Regions from separate parts of the Sus scrofa genome. Here region 1 is linked to region 2. Evidence: chromatin contacts called from public Hi-C data. All regions are on one chromosome and are shown on one strand. Each heading gives the region's core, a stretch centred on a gene start, on an enhancer-like site or on the middle of the called end of the contact. The rest is flanking DNA. Distances are from core to core; before and after follow the strand shown. Region 1 holds the start of ITPRIP (inositol 1,4,5-trisphosphate receptor-interacting protein). Region 2 overlaps LOC100152209 (glutathione S-transferase omega-2).

What was found. A called contact is a pair of places that touch in the nucleus more often than the background predicts.
Region 1: a Hi-C map of retroperitoneal adipose tissue shows a contact between it and region 2, with 2.7 times the contacts expected there. The contact joins the promoter of ITPRIP here to the enhancer-like site in region 2. A contact is called at or near these places in 2 of 5 promoter capture datasets (fetal liver and liver), 31 of 47 Hi-C or Micro-C datasets (adipocytes, adipose tissue, alveolar macrophages and 17 more) and 2 of 2 datasets of contacts at active chromatin or transcription factors (alveolar macrophages and skeletal muscle).

Annotation. Positions count from the first base shown.
Region 1 is chr14:115,275,043-115,282,030 of Sscrofa11.1, forward strand. It overlaps ITPRIP (inositol 1,4,5-trisphosphate receptor-interacting protein), which reads right to left and starts at 2,501. Exons shown (of 5, transcript XR_002338487.1): 1 at 1,892-2,501.
Region 2 is chr14:115,231,095-115,237,604 of Sscrofa11.1, forward strand. The region is part of intron 5 of LOC100152209 (glutathione S-transferase omega-2); the gene reads left to right. Among named protein-coding and RNA genes, the nearest start is that of GSTO1, 28 kb to the left of the region's middle. Within about 2 kb of position 3,462, at least 16 of the 83 cell types and tissues checked have an H3K27ac peak or open chromatin away from gene starts, as enhancers often do. A contact at or near this core is called in adipose tissue, fetal liver and retroperitoneal adipose tissue, where this site is marked.

The DNA.
Region 1 (6,988 bases), core at 1,251-3,750, 43 kb after region 2:
TGTCCTGCTTCTCCCACCCAGTATGCCTCGGAGGCAGACAGAGCAAGTCTTTTCCTTTCTTGGAGTGACAATGCGGGGAGTCCCAAAGGCCATAGCCATGTCCCCCTGGGCTTCTCATCCTTGGGGAAAATATTGCCAGTTCATTCCCTTTTCCCTCACAAGAAGTACTTTCCAGAAGCTCCAAGGCATTCCATCCACTCCTTCAGACATGTGAGAACAGCGCTGTGAGGGCTCCCACCCAGAGGAGCACCCTCTCTCTCAGACAGAATCCCCCCACTTTCTTTCTCTTGATTGACTCCCAGGGGATCCAAGAAGGGAAAAATTACAAAAACACGTTTCCTCCGAGAGGTTACCTTCTCAAGTGGGCAAGTTTGCCAGAAGCCTCTACTAAAAGTTCCTCCCTGTTCTTGTCCTCAGATAAGAAGTTCACACCCCCTCTGCTTTGTTTCCCTCTAGGGCGTTGCAGGAGCTGGGGAGGTGTTCTCGGTAAGGTGACAACTTCTGGGATGATGGCTTGAGGTTAAAAGTTCAGATCCTTGACCCCTGAAAGCTGGAGCTTGAAACTGCTGCATCTTTGAAAATTATGGAGATAGAGGATAGCACTTGAATGAAAGCCTTTCCATTGGAGAGTCAGTATAACCATATTATGGTTACCCACAAGTGGAAAATATGAGGGCAGGATGGCCTGGGGCAGCAGCAGCACACAGGGAATTAGCAAACAATGAAAGCCACTTAGGCACGTAGGCTTCGAAAGGAGGACGCGAAAGCTCGGCCTATTATGTTAATAAAGAGGTGAATGTCAGCAACTCTACCTGTCTATTAGCCATTTTCAAGGCTAACTTGACTGCACCCCAGCACAGATTAGCTTTAAGCCTCTCCTAGGTAGAACAGGTTTGTAAAAGGGAAGGGCCCTGGGTCAAATCCAAGGGAGGAATAGCAACAAAATAGGATTCTGAAACTGATTTAGGATCAAAAGACCAGGGTCCAGGATCCACCAGTACCCGATGCTCTTTCAGTTTTGAGGGGGAGGTTAGGTGGCTCTCACATTAGGCAGGGGAGCAAAAGGCAACGTGTGGTGCCCAAGAGGTGCAGTAAAATATTTTTCTTTCCTGGGAGGTAGCATTTATGGTTTTAAAGAGAAGAAGCCTTTTGGATGGGAAGTCCAGCCCTGGGGCTTCGGAGTCCCTCCACCAGGCAGCCAGGAAAGTGGAGACAATGGGAAAAGGACGGGATGGGTTTAGGGGCCAGGTGGCAGAAACTAGCTGCAGCTCCTAGAGAAAGTTCTGAACAGCGTGGGGTCTTCTCCATCAACAGCCCTGAAAGAGGAAGCAGCGAGGGCTTTATCCGGCCCCAGCACAGCTTCACTAATTTAAACCAAGAAAAAGCAGGCTTCACACCCTCTCCCTGTTTCCAGAAGGGGAAAGAAGGAGGGAAAGGAGCGGGCTAGAGAGTAAGGAGACTCGGCCTTTTTGTCCTAGCATCTGCCCAGACGGTCGAAGGTAACGGACCAGCGAGTCCGCACAAACAACAGCGTGGTCCCGCTTCCGGCGCGGCGGTTCTGTGCGGCGGGGAGGAGGAGCTGCCGGCGGCGCGTGGCTGCAGGGAAGCACCCACGGTCTCCGCGTCTCGAGAGGGGTTAAAGCCGAGAGGCTGGGGCGCAGGACCCCGCGCGGCGCGAGGACGGAAAGGGAACCTGGGAGGACAGCCGCCCACCCCCACATTCTCTCGGGCACCTTAACAGGGTCTCCCAAGTCAGCCCCAACCTGGGAGGCTGAGCTGGCGCCCCTCTTAAATCCGCCACCGCGCCTCCGCCTGGTCCCCTTCCTTCCTTCCTATACGCGAGATGCTTGGGGAGGACGCAGAGCCTCTCGGCTTCAGGCCAGGGACTTACGTTTAGTCTTGGTGTCCGCTCCCTGGCGCGGGAGGGACCGCGCGAGCCTCCGCTGCACGCGCGGGTCCCGGGGGCCCGGAATCGGCTGTCTGGCGGCTGCTGCCGCGGAGCGTCAGGGCAATTAGAGGGACGCGGGCGGTGATACCCCAGCCGGCTCCCGCCTTCTGGCCTCCATCAGCGGGGGCTCTAAAGGACTTCAGAGTTACTCATTTCCTGGATGTCAAAGAAACTTTTCCTCCTTATAAGAACAAAACACCCGCCTCTACTTTCGGCTGCGGAGTCTCCTTAAGGTGGACCGTGAGGGTTAGGGAGGGGATGAACGCCGGGTCTGCAGCGGAAGTTTGCCCATCGATCATCCCAGAAACTCTAGAGCGGACAGCAGAACTGGAAGGTGATCCGGAGAGATGGGATCTGGCTACAGAGTAAACTGGGGCTAATGGACAGCAAGTCCGGGGAGGACGCCCTTAAATGTCGGTCTCGGCCGGCGGAACGGAAAGGGTTAATTCCCTGCACGCCTTCGGAGCGTTTTCCCGCGGCACATTTTAGATGCTGTGGAATTCCAGGGGCCACCTAGTTTCTCCTCTGGAGGGAAATATAAATCGAGACAAAACGCTAGCCCTTTTCTCTTTTACGGCTTGAATGGATTAAAATAACTCACCAGATTTTACGGTAAATGAAAGCACCGTCGCCTTTTCCTGAGTAACCAGACACAAAGGAGAATCACGACCAAGTGATTTTTATCTGTAGAGGGCGCTTTAGTGTCCAATGCCTGTTTACAGTTAGGATGTTAGACCCCTATTTTAGTCACCAGGGAACCGAGGTCAGGAGGGACAGCAGCGCTCTGGTCATACTTGATGGATTATGAAATCCATAACCTATTATCTTCTCTTTGTGACCTGCCCAAATTCCACAGCCAGTAGAAGTGGCTGGGAAGGGCTTGAATAAATCCTGTGTAAGTGGCTTTACAGGAATCGAAGGCCAAGAAGGGTACACTGGGAGGACGTTATGAGAACACACTGTCGGAATGGTTATCCCTATTGCCACTGCTCTTAAGTGTTAGATCACCTTCTTCCTCTCCTCTGCAAGCCAGCCAAATAGCTTTAACATTCGCCTGGAAGACATTAGGCTGAGTCTGAAAGATAAACAGGCAATGAGAACAAGTTCTAAAAATAGACCCCCTGGCCAGTGGCCCAGGTTAGTCTAGTTTTCTGGCTTTTGCGGCTGCTCACAGCTCTTTCCTTACACCAGGGACAATTATGGCAGAGTTTTAGGGGCTGGTGGGGAGGGACGAGGAAAAGGGTGATGGGGGAAAACATTCGTTCTTTTTTTTTTTTTTCTTTTCTTTTTGCCATTTCTTGGGCCGCTCCCGCTTGGGTTCCCAGGCTAGGGGTCTAATCTGAGCTGTAGCTGCCAGCCTACACCAGAGCCACAGCAATGCTGCATCCGAGCTGCGTCTGCGACCCACACCACAGCTCACCGCAACGCTGGATCCTTAACCCACTGAGCAAGGGCAGGGCTCGAACCCGAAACCTCATGGTTCCTAGTCGGATTCGTTAACCACTGCGCCACGACGGGAACTCCGGAAGACATTCTTGAAAGGCCTGTGTTTTTCTAAAATGTCTGTATTTGTAAAATGTCTGTTTTCCACCAAAGCAGGTGGGGTAAATTCCTGAGAGGTGGGGACTACTGGAGCGAGCACCACTACACTGCCTAACCCTGCAGTAAGGATTTAGGGTTCTTCGTGGTGGAACACCAAAGTTAGTGCTTGAATGCCCTCTGGGATCCTCATCCTGTGTGCAAAGTTGTTTTAGCACTTTCTAACTAGGTATGTATACTTATCTATATAAGCAACATTTATTACATTTGTTTTTTGTTTAAACCTGATTATTTCATTCTCTGTGACCTGACGGTCACTTTCATCTCCCCTCTATTCTCTGCAAAGTCCAGGGTCCTAACCAGGCACCTGGGCCATTCATGAACTGGCCTCTACTTATCTCACCAACTACATATCTCATTCCATTTTTCCACACCAAACTCCTTGCAGTTCTTGGAACGTATGCTTCTCAGAATGTGATAATGAGTTTGTTTTTTCCCCTTTGGAGGTTCACGTGGGCGCTATCTTCTGCCTGCAACCTTCACCCCACCTCTTCCTCCAACCTGTCACCCCAAATCCACACACATTTTTTTTTTTTTTTTTTTGCCAGGCTAATGAGTGCTTGGTCTTAAGGTCCACAAATAGGTGAATTCTCCCATAGGAAGCCTTCCACTAACTCCCATACCTGGCGTTAGACAACCCCCTCACCCCAAAATATAGTTCTCGTAGCACCTTGTGCTTATTCTAGAAAGGGTTTTTATTTATTTATTTATTATTTATTTCTATATTACTCAATGAATTTATTACATTTATAGTTGCACAATGATCATCACAACCTAATTTTATGGCATTTCTATCCCGAACCCCCAGTGCATCCCCCCACCCCCAACCTGTCTCATTTGGAAACCATAAGTTTTTCAAAGTCTGTGAGTCAGTATCTGTTCTGCAAAGAAGTTCAGTCTGTCCTTTTTTCAGATTCCACATGTGATAGCATTCGATGTTGGTGTCTCATTGTATGGCTGACTTCACCTAGCATGATAGTTTCTAGGTCCATCCATGTTGCTAAAAATGCCAGTATTTTGTTCCTTTTAATGGCTGAGTAATATTCCATTGTGTATATATACCACATCTTTTTTATCCACTCCTCTATCTATGGGCATTTAGGTTGTTTCCCTGTCTTGGCTATTGCAAATAGTGCTGCAGTGAACATTGGAGTACATGTGTCTTTTCGAGTCATGGTTTTCTCTGGATAGATGCCCAGGAGTGGGATTGCTGGATCAAATGGTAGTTCTATTTTTAGTTTTCTGAGGAATCTCCATACTGTTTTCCACAGTGGTTGCACCAATTTACAATCCCACCAACAGTGTAATAGGGTTCCTTTTTTCTCCACACCCTGTCCAGCACTTATTGTTTGTAGACTTGTGGATGATGGCCATTCTGGCTGGTGTAAGGTGGTACCTCCTAGGGGTTTTGATTTGCATTTCTCTAATGATGAGTGATGTTGAACATCTTTTCATGTAGAAAGTGTTTTTAAAAGACAAGAAAGTACAGAGATTCAACTTCTGGGAACATGAGGGGCCAAGAAATCAGGGAACCTCTGCTTCAAACACAGAAATACTGGGAAAAAAATCAACGACTGAAAGAAAGGGGGATCTGAGTCAAGAAGAAGGAACTCAAAGGCAAATAGGGCTATTCCACATGACTATTAGCATGAAGGCTAAGATCTCCACTGAGAGCCCTGCCTAAGGCTGATACCTTGGAAAGGCTCTTAGTAATTAGATGATAGAGGAAAAAATCTCCTACACATCCAGGCCACAGTAGTTTGTCGGGGGGCTCTGGATGAATTAAAAAAAATGTCTGCTATAGAAATTGAAAGCACTAACCTGCCTCCCTCTGCCATGCTTAGGTATGATGTCCCAATTTAGGCGAGGAAATCCTAAAGTCAAGAAAGAATATAGAAGCTTGATGGAACGTGATGGAGGATAATGTGAGAAGGAGAATGTTTGTGTATGTACAAACATACACATGTATATAATATATATGTGTGTATATGTATAACTGGGCCACTTTTCTGTACAGCAGAAATTGACAGAACATTGTAAATCAACTATAATAATTTTTTTTAAAAAAAGGCAAAATATAACAGTAAAAAAATATAAGCTGGTTCTAAGGGAGAGGGAGGAGGGAGTAGGACATACAGGGAGTTTGGGGTTAATAAATGCAAACTATTACATTTAGAATGGATATACAATAAGTTCCAACTGTATAACACAGAGAACTATATCCAATCTCCTGACCATGATGGAAAATTAATTATATATATATGTGTATACACACACACACACACACATATATGAAGAATGTTTATATATGTATGACCAAATCACTTTGCAGTGCAGCATAAATTGGCACAACATTGTAAATCAACTATACATTAATTAAAAAAATGCAAAAATAAATAAATAAAACCTGGTTGCAAAGTGATGACTGCCCTTGGTCCTGTCAGAGCAAATGCCAAACATAGTTGTTTATTCTGATCTCTGACAGAAAACAATTCCCAGTAGGAATTATAAACCCAACTAGGAAATGAACCACATCAGGAGAATTAGCCCCTTAAGAACTTGAGATAATATAATAATATAATTGCAGAGACAGAATGATAGAACATAGAACTATGAAAGACAGGAACATTTGAAAAAGTACAAATACAATATGTGGAAATAAAAAGTTGTCATTTACATTAAAAAACCTCACCGGTTGGAATTCTTTTTTTTTTTTTTTTAGTCAGTAACAATATATTAGTAAAAAAATCCAATAAAAATAACTCATTAGAAAGGGGAAAATAAAGAAAAGTAACATACTAATCTCATTTATGAATACTGCTTTAGAGATGCTGAATAAAACATTCAGGATCCCAGCAGCACATCAAGAAGGATCTTGCACCACAAATAGACCAAAAAGAAAAAAAAAATATGAAAGATCATCACAAATAGATGCTGAAGGGCCATTAGAAAAAAATCCAGGAGTTTCTGTTGTGGCTCAGTGGTTAACAAATCCGACTAGGGACCATGAGGTTGTGGGTTTGATCCCTGGCCCTGCTCAGTGGGTTAAGGATCTGGTGTTGCCATGAGCTGTGATGTAGGTCGCAGACTCGGCTCAGATCCCAAGCTGCTGTGGCTCTGGCGTAGGCCAGCAGCTACAGCTCCAATTAGACCCCTAGCCTGGGAACCTCCATATGCCACAGGCATGGCCCTAAAGAGACCAAAAAAAAAAAAAAAAAAAAAAATCCAGCATCCTAATATAGATAAACATTGTGTACTATGATAGAAGCAGAGTAAAGTTCAGTCCCAAAGCTAATATAATGCTAGATTGGAAGTACTAAAAACCTTTATGTTAAGGTTAGTGTGAGATAAGAATGTCCTCCTTCACCCCCCCCTTTTTAGATTTGTCAATTAGGAATGTATTAGGGTGCAAGGAATTATAATTTTATGTGCATCTAAGAC
Region 2 (6,510 bases), core at 2,212-4,711:
GAAAATGGCTTAATTTAACTTTTGAGCCTTAAACGCTGACACTTCCTTCTTTTGAAATAAATGCAATGTTTAACTATTAAAATTAAAAAAACGGTTTCGGGAGGAGTTCCTGTCTTGGCGCAGTGGTTAACGAATCCAAGTAGGAACCATGAAGTTGCGGGTTCAATCCCTGGCCTTGCTCATTGGGTTAAGGATCCCACATTGCATGAGCTGTAGTGTAGATCGAAGACACGGCTCAGATCCTGCGGTGCTGTGGCTTTGGAGTAGGCCGGTGGCTACAGCTCTGATTCGGTGGCTACAGCTCTGATTCGACCCCTAGCCTGGGAACCTCCATATGCCGTGGAAGCGGCCCTAGAAAAGGAAAAAACAAACAAACAAACCAGTTTCATCGAATTTAAAGATTTATTGTGCTTGTTATATAACCATATTCTCCTATGTTATTTTTACAATTCTTTGAGATATATTACTTACTGCTGCTTTTATTATCAAACTAGCAGCTTCCTCACTTGCTTTCCTGTTTTGAACATTTTTTTTCTTTTTTCCTTCTTTCTTTTTCTTTCTTTTTTCTTTTTTTTCGTTTGTTTGTTTCTGTTTTTTAGGGCTATACCCTCAGCATAAGGAAGTTCCCAGGCTAGGGGTCCAACTGGAGCTACAGTTGCCACCCTGTGCCACAGCCACAGCAACACAGGATCCGAGCCTGGTCTGTGACCTACACCACAGTTCATGGCAATGCTGGATCCTTAACTCACTGAGCAAGGCCAGGGATTGAACCCACATCCTCATGGATACTAGTCAGATTCATTTCCACTGTGCCACAATGGGAACTCCCTGTTCTGAACATTTTCATGAGTTATAAAACTGGTGGACTGCCCTTCTCTAATGGCATTTCCGTCTTCAAACAGATTTCCTAACCTTTAATCTCATTAATCGCAGCACCAATTAATGAGATTAACCATTAATCTCAGTAGCACTTTTTTTTTTAAGCTTTACATTTTTTTTTTAATGTTTCTTACTGACTCATTTCAAAATATCACCCGAGCCCACCTTCCTTTTGTCTTTGTGGATTTGAATCTTGGCAGAACCTTTCAGTGTTCTTTTTGGGGGGTCCAGGGCCTTCATTCTAAATATTTTCATTGCGGAAGTAATCTAATCAAGTCCAAGTGCAGTGAAAGACAGGATTTGGGCAGTTATCTTTAATGCTTTGGATTTTTGCTCTAACTCAGTCTTCCTGCCCTCATGAATTCTACATCCTGGGCACTGCCTGACCCCTACAAGTTATCATCAACAGTCAGTAAAGGAGAGTGAGAGAAGGGTAGCATGGATAACTCTGGAATAACACGAGGGCGAGAGAACCCGTCCAGTAACTGAGGCTTGAGCTTTTGGTGGTCACAGGACACATTAAGTTTTTAATTCCAGGCATTCAGCAAACTACCTCTTGGCAAATAAATGCCGAGAAAAATGTTTGGGGAGACACACATCAGACTTCTACTAGTGGCTACTATTATGGCAGGAGGGTTGGGGGGTGGGGGGGTAGTTAGCACTGGGGTGGGAAAGGAAATGGTTCCTGGAAGGCATGGGGGAGGGAGAGTCTCTGCCTTTTACACTGCCTCTGTGTTTGAAAAAAAAAAATTTTTAGCAATATGAATGCACTTCTCTATTACATATGTCGTATTTAAAGATAGGGAAAAAAATCACTTTTCCTTCTGCATAATTTCCATATGTATATGCCATAGTTGTTTAGCCAGCACATTCATTAGGGTTCTTTAGATTGATTCATCATTTTGAATGATGCTGCCAGGAACTTCTTTGCATAAAAAGCCTTTTCACTATTTTAGAATATGTTGCTAGGCTGGACTTCCAAGAATGGAATTACCAGATCAAGGCATATGAACACTTTAGAGGCAGGAGCTAGATGTTGCTAAATTGCTTCCCCAAGCCTTTTTTTTTTTTTTTTTTTTTTTGTCTTTTTGCCATTTCTTGGGCCGCTCCCATGGCATATGGAGGTTCCCAGGCTAGGGGTTGAATAGGAGCTGTAGCCTCTGGCCTGCACCACAGTCACAGCAATGCCAGATCCGAGCCTGGTCTGTGACCTACACCACAGCTCAGGGCAACGCTGGATCTTTAGCCAACTGAGCAAAGCCAGGGATTGAACCTGCATTCTTGTGGATGCTAGTAAGATTCTTTCGCGGAGCCACGAGGGGAACTCCTCCCCCGAGTCTTTGCTGTTTGCCGCCCACGTGCTATGAGTGCATGTGCCCCTGGTACCATCTCCTTTTCACTGTTGGGAGAGTGCATGAAAGAAGATATTTGCCTGTTTTGGAAAGAAACAGTCTCTCTTTGTTCATTTAATGTGTATTTCTTTGATTGTTAGTGAAGTGGAAAATTTTCCCCAAAGTACGCCATCTCTTTGTGTTGTATTTGTGAAAATTGTCTGTTACCCATTTGTTTGTTAAGGGCTTAATGATTTTCCTTGTTGATTTTTTTAAAAAATTAGTCCTTATATATATAAAGGATATTGGCCTGTTTTTAAGACACATTTTTTTGCTTTAACTTATGATTTGTCTTTTTTGGTACATATAGAAATATAACATTAAAAATATTGTACTATAAGCCTTTCCTGTTGTGACCTCTTCCACTGTTTTTATACAAAATCCTTGGAGTTCTCTGGTGGCCTAGTGGTTGTCACTGCTGTGGCTCAGGTCACTGCTGTGGCTAGGGTTTGATCCCTGGCCTAGGAACTTCCACATGCCACAGGCGAGGCCAAAAAAAGAAAGAAAGAAAATCGTCTTCCTCTTTGCCCCCTTCAGAGATTTGATAAATATTCATTTATATTTTCATCCACCATCCGTCGCTTTAAAGGTATTTGACTTGTCAAGCCTTGCCCCATAGCTTTCCCCCCTACTGTCTCACAAGTACATTTTAACAAAGGAAGCCCATGAAAAGGATTCCAGGATAGAATTTTCAGGGTGGTCCTTTGACAAGTATTGACAAGTTGTGTTCTGAATCTTCACAGCAGACTCTGAGTTGAAAGTGATGACCAGAGGGAGGGGCGTGATCCCCTTGGATCCTACTTCTCGGGGGTCTTTCTAGGGAAGTGGTTTTATCTGTGCTTTAACTTTGTTCTATACCCTTGGTTTGTTTTAAAGGGAATCCATTCGTTGTTGTTAGCGCAGCCTCAGCTAGAGTATGTCAGTGTGGTAGGGACCTGACATTTGAAATCCTTATCTTGTATGAACTCAGAAAATTTCTGCCCTGGAGCTGAGTACTTTGCTTCTGCTCCTGGATAAAGGACTGCATTGCTGATGTACCTGTAGGGGGCTTTGTGTATTTTATTGGGGGAAGGGGGGTTTCTGCTTCTTCAGAACTATTTCCATCAAGAACAACCTCTTTCTCCTCCTTAGGCTAGGACAGCAGCACCTGCTTAGAGCCACAACACTGTTCTGGTCAGAGACTCGGGATTTGTGGGCAGTGGTGTAAATGACCACAGGCAGGGCAAGTGGCCGCGTCAAGCTTTGAAGTGCAGTCATTGAAGCTGCACCTGAGAGTCCAAGACTGTAGACTGAAGCTTTTTAGGATACCTGGTTTGAGGACGTTTGTGATTCGCTTCTCTTTATGATCGTGCGCCCCGTAAAATGCCAATTTCTTTTTTCCTTGGTGAAGCTCTCAGAGGGGTATCTCGGCCGGTGCACTTCATAACAATGGCCACAAGGAGGCCTTCTACGTGCGCTCTAGAGCCAGCCTCCTTTCGTCCGCCTGAGGGAGACCGAGAGGCCCGCGTAGAGGAGCAGCTGTTTCAAGTTTTGTTTTACCAAGCAGCCCCTTCCTCTTCATTAGCGTGCTCGGTCCTCATCCCCTGTCACATCTAAGAGCAAGAGAAGAATATGCAGTCATTTTTCAGTGAGCTGGAGAACAGAAGGTTTTAAAAATAGGGCTTTCTACTATTCCAGAACATCAAATGGCTTTTCCTAAAATGTCTCAATTCTTAAGCTGAATTGAAGAAGTGGTCACACTTAAAGGACCCCTGAGGGCTTGAAGCTAGAGCCTTGGTTCCCTCCTCTGGCCTTAGTGTGACCTCCTGGGGGATGTGGGGGACGTGGGGGACGAGGGTGGGGGTGGGGTGGGCTGAAAGTCATCATCTTGAAGTAGCTATTTTTCCTTGCTTGAGGATACCAGGGATAATAGCTCTGAGAAAGCTATTAAGCCTTAAGAATGGCCAATATCATTAGATGTGGCAGGTGGGCGAATTAACCCAAAACAGAGTTTTTAGGAGTTCCCATTGTGGCTCAGGGGTAATGAACCCGACTAGTATCCATCAGGAGGTGGGTTTGATCCCTGACCTGGATCATGGGTTAAGGATCTGGCATTTCGGTGAGCTGTGGTGTAGGTTGCAGACACAGCTCTGATCCTGCTGTTGCTGTGGCTGTGGTGTAGGCTGACAGCTGTAGCTCCTATTTACCCCTAGCCTGGGAACTTCCATATGCTGCACCTGCGACCCTAAACGAAAAAAAAGATATTGTGTGTTAACAGAACCACCACTAAGTGGGTTGAGGTATAGCCACAGCTTCCTGTTCTGTTTCTGATGACAGAACACCTAGGAAAGATAAGACATTGGACATTAAGACTGACAGTTTATTTCACCTCTGACTATCCTGAAATTTGTGAAAAGCAGCTAATTGGCTCTAAGCAAGGGGCTTAGTTGAAACTGAGAACACAGAAGAATGATTTTAAGTCAAGTTGCCTGAAGACCTTATCCATGGAATGAAACAGGAAGGAGAGAATTTTGAAAGGCTCTTTTACCATGGTTGTATCACACCTCCAGGTCAGCTTGGTGCCCTGGCAGAGGCCATGATTGAGAGAGAGTAGGAAAGGATAAGGTGGAAGGAAAGTTCTCACAGAGATGCTCAGTGTTGGGCCAGTCCTTGGCCAGAGAGGGAAAGAGGCTTTCAGAGTAGGCAGATTCTAAGCTTTTTGCTGATTTCTTTTTAAATTGAAAGAATCAGCAAAGAATTCACAAGGGACTTGGGGAAGCCTCTGTGATGAGAGTCCTCATACATACATATTTGAGGTTGAATGTCACGGCATTGACACTCAGCTGGGACTTAGGAGAATGGTGTTTTTGTCTATCTCTGGCACTAACCAGAGAGCCCCCTTACTTCTCCAGGATGGAGTTTCCTCCTCTGTAAAGCAAAAGCCTCTTATGCTTCCATGGCGGAGACAATAATCAGCTCACCAGTCTGCTTTCCTCTGCACTTGAGCTGCCAGGAAACTCAAGTCAAAGTCAAAGCTTTATTTATTAAGGAACTCTGCGGGAGCCTTGGCTTGCTATCTTGAGACCATTTTCCTTCCTTCCTTTGACTTTCTGTTCTAACTTTTATTTTCCCTGATCTTAGCAGGTTATTTTTTTAATGTTTAATATTTTAGTGGACATGTTTTTATACACTGCCCCTCTAATCCTTTGTATCATGAGTATGGTATAAATAAATGGAAAAATGGGAGTCACACTAGATGAATCCCAAAGATTGTTCCAGTACTGAAGTTCTGTGATTCTAAGGGGACAAGTCATTTCACAGGTCTGGGAGGTCTCAGGTTGGCAGACAAGGGAGCTCTCCTATTGAAGGTGAGAGGCAGTAATACACCTCCAAGGAGGGCAGGCCAGGGTGTGCTCATGGGTCACTGTGATGTGTCTGTAGAGGAGCCAGCACTTTGGATGGTGTTTGGAAGACAAGCACAAGGGAAGACTGCTTTCTGTTGGATCTTTATGCTTTTCTGCTGGCTTCACAGCTCTTTCTTTCTTTCATTCTTTTTTTGGCCATGCTCACAGCATGCAGAAGTTCCCAGGCCAGGGATCAAACCTGCCCCACAGCAGTGACCTGAGCTGCTGCTGCAGTGACAACACCAGATCCTTAACCTGCTGTACCATGAGAGAACTCAAAAGCCTATTCTTAACTCCAGCCCTGGAGGTCCCTGGTGGCTTAGCAGTTAAGGATTTAGTGTTGTTACTGCTATGGCCCCTGGCCTTGGAACTTCTGCATGCCACAGGTGTGGCCAACCCCCACCCCCCAAAACTCCAGCCCTAGGCTACATCATAGAGGCAACAAGCTGGCCTCGAATATGAAGAATCAAGCCTGAGTGAGAGAGATAAGAATATTGAAATCTAGATAAAGGCTATAGGAATCTAGATCTGTAGCTATAGGGAAGTATTTAGTTGATTATGTGCTATGTGGGTCAAAGAGAGTCTTTTGCTCAATTTAACTAGGTAACTGGCATCACAGTTTTCTCTTTGGGAAGACCCAGCCCAAAAATAACCTCTGCTGAGCACCGTTGCTTTCTAAATTTTCAAATGCCTTTCCCCCCCACTGTCTTTGGCTATCTGTCTGTCAAGAGTTTTTCTATTTTCAAGACAGTTCATCATCTATCTGGATTTGTCCCATTTGGGAATGATAAATTCTTATTTTCTTATCTTTGTGTTCTTTTCCTTTTTATGGCTGCAAAACTGGCATATGGAAGTCC